2 separate regions of the Mus musculus genome follow, and region 1 is linked to region 2. Evidence: chromatin contacts called from public HiChIP or PLAC-seq data. All regions are on one chromosome and are shown on one strand. The core of a region is the stretch at or near the end of the contact, and the rest is flanking DNA. Distances in the headings are between cores, read along the strand shown. Region 1 overlaps Tapt1 (transmembrane anterior posterior transformation 1). Region 2 overlaps Cd38 (CD38 antigen).

Region 1 (2,952 bases), core at 345-2,844, 290 kb after region 2:
CACCCCTAAAATGTTGCTTCTGTCACAGTAAGTGACAACTCTATTGCCTTCCCTGCTTGAGCCCAGGTTCTGCAGCCGTATCTGAAGTTGCTCCTTTATACTTCGTGCACAGGCAGTGTGCATCCACCTGACACGTCCTGTCCTCCTACTTCGAGCACTGCCATTCCAGCCTTGGTCACCTTTCCCTGGCGGTGCCCACTGCTTCCTGACTCACTGATCCTCTTGTCACACTCCAGACTGTCCTTCACACGGGAGCTGAGTGGCTCTTACAAAAAGCCTTCTTGTGAGACTCTGGAGCTACCTCCCCTGCCAGGGGCCTTCACACAGCCCACTGTCTAGGCTTACACTCTGTACTCAACTCTGCTTGCTTTCTGCTGTGCTCAAAAGCCACCATCTGTCACTCTTCATCTCCTGACACCTCCACATTTTTCTTCACACTGCTCACTACCAAAAGTCTCTAGAGAATATATCTCCTGTCTATTTGCATGCTACAACTTCAGAGATACCAAGGGACAAAACTTGTCTGTCTTCTTTCTGGTCAATCCCTACAGCAGTCTGGAACCTGGCAGCCAAGGCTGCTGAATAGATGGGGAAGGGCAGTGGTGGGCTCGTCTTTCCCCCTACAGCTGACAGGCACACATCCTCTCCGGAGAACTATGCAGAAAGGTTTTCTTTCATGTATGCCATATGAAAGCATTACTTTCCTGACTTATGTTCAAACTATGAGAACAAAGTTAAACAAAGACCAGAGCAAGTAGAAAAAAGGAAACTATGCTAAGAACATCAACAGGCAGGGTGTGGGAGCCTGCACTACGGAAGGAGCATCATGGTTTATTTTGTTGTTAAGAAATATTTTAATATCTATTGTTATGCAGTCTAAGTACAAAGAAATTTCCCTAAATATTGACCCTCAAAAACAACACATAGTTTAAAATTTTAACATTGTCTTCAGTGTGCAGTTGGAACATCTTTGGCATATTAGTAAAAGAAAAGGAGAAAGAACAAAAGGCCAGTGTGACTCCAGTCAAAGGAAGAAACAGCTCAGGGAAAATACTCAAAAAGACTGGAAGAGTCCAGAACATAAAAATAAAAGTCAATTTTCTGAGATGGAAGTTTTAACTCCTACCTGGAAAAGAAAGCATACAGTAAAATTTCTAATATTGTATAATTTAATATAAAAAACTTAATGTCAAATTTAAGAGAGCTGTGTATGGTGGCATGCTGCCAGTAATCCCAGCACTCAGGAGGCAGAGGAAGGAGAATCAGGAGTTCAAAACCAGCCTTTGGTATACAGTGAGCTCAAAGCCAGTCTGAGCTATTCGAGATCCTGTCTCAAAAACAACAAAAGGTGTGCACTGGAGACGTAGTTCAGTTAGCAGAATATGTGCTTAGCATGCAGAGAGTCCCAAGACAATGCTCAACACAGCACACACCAGGTATGGTAGTGCAAACACCTGCAATCTCAGCACTCAATCAGTCACCTGAACAAACACAGCTCTGGAGGAGGGCTGAGACAGGCACTGTGAAACACTCATGACTTGCAATACACAAGGGATATCAAGTGCAGCCCACAGGAGTGACTGTGTCTCAGCTGCTTGTACAGAGGAGTCTTGGGTGCCTGCCACGTGCCCAGCAGTGTGGGTTCCAGGAAGATACACATAACACTCAAATGTGAAACTGGAACCACAGATGGCTTTGGAAACCAGGTTCTACAGGAAGTTAGCGCGCCACAGCCTTTTCCTCTGGTGGTGCTCAGGGCTGTCCTCTCCCACAGACCAGCACTCCTCAAACCCATGCCCATGTATCCCAGCATGTATAAACCAGATCAGTCATGGGTTCCCAATTCCCCTTTGGGCAAAGACATCAAAACTCAGGTAGGCTCCTTACTTTATTTCACTTTTTGAAAAATCAAAAAGTGGCAAAGTAACATTTGACATCATTTTCTTGTTATCATTTATGATTATCATAAATTACTTAAACTGCTTACTTACTGCTTGTATTTCACAACCAGACAGGTATGTAAGCTAGTTGGGACCAAATTTTCAAAAGTTTCAGTTGGCTATAGCCACAAAAACTACATTTTTGTATCAGTTAGGTTAATGTGAACCAAGCCCGGTGTACTGACTATTAGCATGGCAAGTACAAAGGAAAACCAAAGGTGTTGTTAAATATGGAAACTTGACTCTAATGAAAGACTTTTCCTAAAAAGAATCAAGTATGGATGAACTATAAATCTTGAGCAAAAAGACCTTACTATAAACTTTTGATTAAAGATTCAAACTCAAGTACACAGAATAGGAAAACTACCATTGGATGCAATTAGCTTCTATTACATCTTGCAGTCAATACATACTTTACAGTAAAGTCAAAACATAATCAAGAATAGTTGATCTTACCCAAAATAGAAGAGTATGACACAGGCGTAGGACAGGATTCCTTGCACTTTAATTGAGCTTGTTACAACTCTGATGAGCTAGCCAGGAACAAAGCACAACACACAACACACAACACACAAACACAGAGACACAACAGAGCCATAGAGTTATTAGCTGATATTTAAAACTGTCTCTCTCTTAGTTTAACATTTTAGAGCATACCTGCATCTAGGTCCAAGAGGCTGGCTCTAGACTTCCTAACACAAAACACTTCTTCAGTCATCTGTGGTGGACTGGGTTTGCTCAGGCAAGGCCTGCTGTTGCCTGCCCACTCCGGGAAGCCCCAGCAGCCTATCTCATTGACGGCACTTCTACTTACATCTCACAGAGGCACACAGCAGCTGCCATTTGTAAAGTAGAAACTCATTCTGTAAGCTCTGAAGGCGCTCATCCAGGTCTTGCTAGAGATAAAACCAGTTTGAGCAGGTTTTCTCGTTCCTGGTTTTTCCTGTCCACTGTTCGAATTCTTTAAGAGGCCCCAATAACTTGTAGGGAGCATAGAGCAAAGGGAACCTTG
Region 2 (2,916 bases), core at 41-2,540:
ACTACTCTAAGGCTCTGTCTCCCTTCAATTCTTTGTTCAATGTCATCTAATGTCCCCACCTTATATACTGTTAAATACCATTTGCTGTCCACCCCTAAAGCTCTTATCCTAGCCATTTCTCCCTATTTTCACACAAAATTGTAATATTCTAGTATGTTCCACAACTTTCATAGGTTTTTTTTCTTGTTCTCAGTTTTACCCTCTGCACCTAACACATGGTAGAATTTAACTAAACGTTTTTCTTTTTCTTTTTAAAAAATTTTTATTAGTTATTTTATTTATTTACATTTCAAATGTTATCCCTCTTCCTTTTTTCCTCTCTAAACCACCTCTCCCTCCTGCTTCTATGAGGGTACTCCCAACCCACCAACCCACTCCTGCCTCACTGCCCTAGCATTCCCCTTTGCTGGAGCATCAAGGTTTCATAGGACCAAAGGCCTCTCCTCCTATTGATGCCAGATAAGACCATCCTCTGCTACATATGCAGGTAGAGCTCTGGGTCCCCCCAGGTGTACTCTTTGGTTGGTGGTTTAGTCCCTGGAAGCTCTGGGGGATCTGGTTAGCTGGTATTGTTGCTCTTCCTATGGTGTTGCAAACCCTTCAGCTCCTTCCGTCCTTCCCCTAACTCCTTCACTGGGGAACCTGTGCTCAGTTGGCTGCAAGCATTGGGAAGGCTCTGGCAGAGCCTCTCAGGAGACAGCTATATCAGGTTCCTGTCAGCAAGCATCAGCAATAGTGTCTGGGTTTGGGGGCTGCATATGGGATGGATCCCCAGGTGGGGCAGTCTCTTGGTGGCCTTTCCTTCTATCTCTGCTCCACTCTTTGTCCCTGTATTTCCTTTAGACAAGGGCAATTCTGGGTTAAAATTTTTGAGAAGGGTAGGTGGCCCCATCTGTCAACCAGGGGCCATTCCTCACCTCTTGATATGGTCTCTACAGGTTCTCTCTCCCCTTTGTTGGGTATTTCAGCTAATATCTTCCCTGTCAGGTCCTGGGAGCCTCTTGCTTTCATGGTGTCTGGGACTTTCTGTTGGTTACGCCTAGTTTCCTATCTCCCATTGCTACACACCTTTGTTCAATTTCCAGACCCTCTGTACATCTCCCCCCTCTTCTCCCACACCTGATCCTGCCCCCCTTTCCCCTCTCTTACTGTTTTTCAAATTTGTGATTTAGCTCTTTCTAGGGACACCTTCAACCTCAAGAATTTTCTTATATAAAGACCCTGCTTAGAAAATCCTCATCGCTTCTTTGCATCTCACTGATCACCCATTTCTCCCACAAGGTGGCAGTCTCTACTTTAAATATAGGCTGTAGTGGCCTCAAATTCAAGACTCAAGCTAGTCCCTGCAGAGACAGCTTGACCTGGTAGACCAGCTAGCTGGAAAGTTCATAGACTGTGAATCCTTATCTTAAGAGCCAGATGTGTTGAAGGAATGGTAAAATTTAGGGTTTGGGAGCCTTCCACAGGAGTGGCACATTATAAAGGTAGAAATGTGGTTCTTATGGGAGTGGTGGCAGTGACATTCTAAAACCCAGTGAAAGCTGTCAATATAAAAACTGGGTTTACAGACCCAGAAAGACATATATAGTATGTACTGGCTTGTACATAGTTGTAAAATAAAGAATAATCATGCTACAATCCACAAAACTAGAGAGGCTAAGTAATAAGGAGGGCTCAAGGGGTGACTCATGAATCTCCCTGGGAAGGAGAAATAGAATAGATATCAAAGGTGAGCTGGAGATGGGTAAGTATGGGAACAGGATTAGGTCAGGGTGAAGATGAAGGGAGAGGGAACCTGGAGAGACAACTGAAATTGGGGTGCATTTGGGGGGGGGTGAGATAGAAACATAGTACAATGGAAACTCCCACAAATCTACAAGAGTGACCCTAGACTTCTAATAAGGGAAGATATGGAACCTGAATCAATCATCTCCTGTAACCAGGCAAGACTTCCAGTGGAGAGATTGGACCACCAACCCAGCATTTGACCTACAATTCTTGCCTACAAGATGTGTTGGGTAGAGGTGGCACAGAAATTGTAGAAGTGGCCAACCAATGATTGGTCTAGCTTCAGACCTATGCCATGAGAGGGAGCCCAGCCCTGACACTGCCTAGAGGGCCAAAACCCGAAGGCTGGATGACCAAGAGACAGACATAACCAGGAAAAAAGCAAAAAATGATATTCTATGATATTCTGCTATACTTGTATGAAGGAGAGAGGCTCCATCCAGTAAGTAGCTATGGAAACAGATGCAGAGGCTCACAACCTAACATTAGGCAGAGCTCAGGGAATCCTGTAGAAGAGGGGGAGGAAGATTGTAAGAGTCCGAGGGGACAAGGACACCACAAAACTAACAGAATCAACTAACCTGGGCCAGTAGGAGCTCACAGAGACTGAACCAGTGATCAGGGAGCCTGCATGGGTCTAACCTAGGCCCTTGGCATATAGTTATGGTTATATAGCCTGATCTTCTTGTGGGACTCCTAGCAGTGGGAGCAGGACTTGTCTATGACTTTTTTTTTTTTTTGCAAGCTTTGGGGACCCTTTTCCTCCCACTGGGTCACCTCATCCAGCCTTAATTTGAGGAGAGGTCCTTAGTCTTATTGTAACTTGATATGCCATGTTTGGTTGATGTCTCTGGGAGGCCTGCTCTCTTCTGAAGGGAAATGGAGGAGAAGTGGAAGGGGGTGGTGGAAAGGCCTGGAAGAAGAGGAGAGAGGGGATATAATATATGAGAGAAAATTTAATAATAATAACAACTGGATTTAACAATCATATATATGTTTCCCCTCATTACAAGACCTTACCTTTTCCTTCCCTGATGATATTATTCTAGCATCTAGGCATGACCGTTCAGTACTAATCTTGAACATCTCCTGAGACCTAGAATCATATGAATCACTTTTTTTTCTTCT

What was found. HiChIP or PLAC-seq counts read pairs in DNA pulled down with a chosen protein or histone mark.
Region 1: a contact with region 2 is called in a CTCF HiChIP or PLAC-seq map of large pre-B cells, with 5 times the contacts expected there. The contact joins two enhancer-like sites. A contact is called at or near these places in 3 of 39 promoter capture datasets (liver, pre-B cells and trophoblast stem cells), 2 of 15 datasets of contacts at CTCF or cohesin (large pre-B cells and stem cell-derived epiblast-like cells), 5 of 484 Hi-C or Micro-C datasets (B cells, cortical neurons, liver and 1 more), 2 of 115 datasets of contacts at active chromatin or transcription factors (bone marrow-derived dendritic cells and large pre-B cells) and 2 of 9 other capture datasets (embryonic stem cells and liver).

Annotation. Positions count from the first base shown.
Region 1 is chr5:44,180,302-44,183,253 of GRCm38.p6, forward strand. Tapt1 (transmembrane anterior posterior transformation 1) reads right to left here. Exons shown (of 14, transcript NM_173764.3): 12 at 2,397-2,473. Among named protein-coding and RNA genes, the nearest start is that of Gm42427, 41 kb to the left of the region's middle. Within about 2 kb of position 1,595, at least 79 of the 459 cell types and tissues checked have an H3K27ac peak or open chromatin away from gene starts, as enhancers often do.
Region 2 is chr5:43,891,286-43,894,201 of GRCm38.p6, forward strand. All of the region lies in intron 1 of Cd38 (CD38 antigen), which reads left to right. Among named protein-coding and RNA genes, the nearest start is that of Gm16015, 17 kb to the right of the region's middle. Within about 2 kb of position 1,291, at least 5 of the 459 cell types and tissues checked have an H3K27ac peak or open chromatin away from gene starts, as enhancers often do.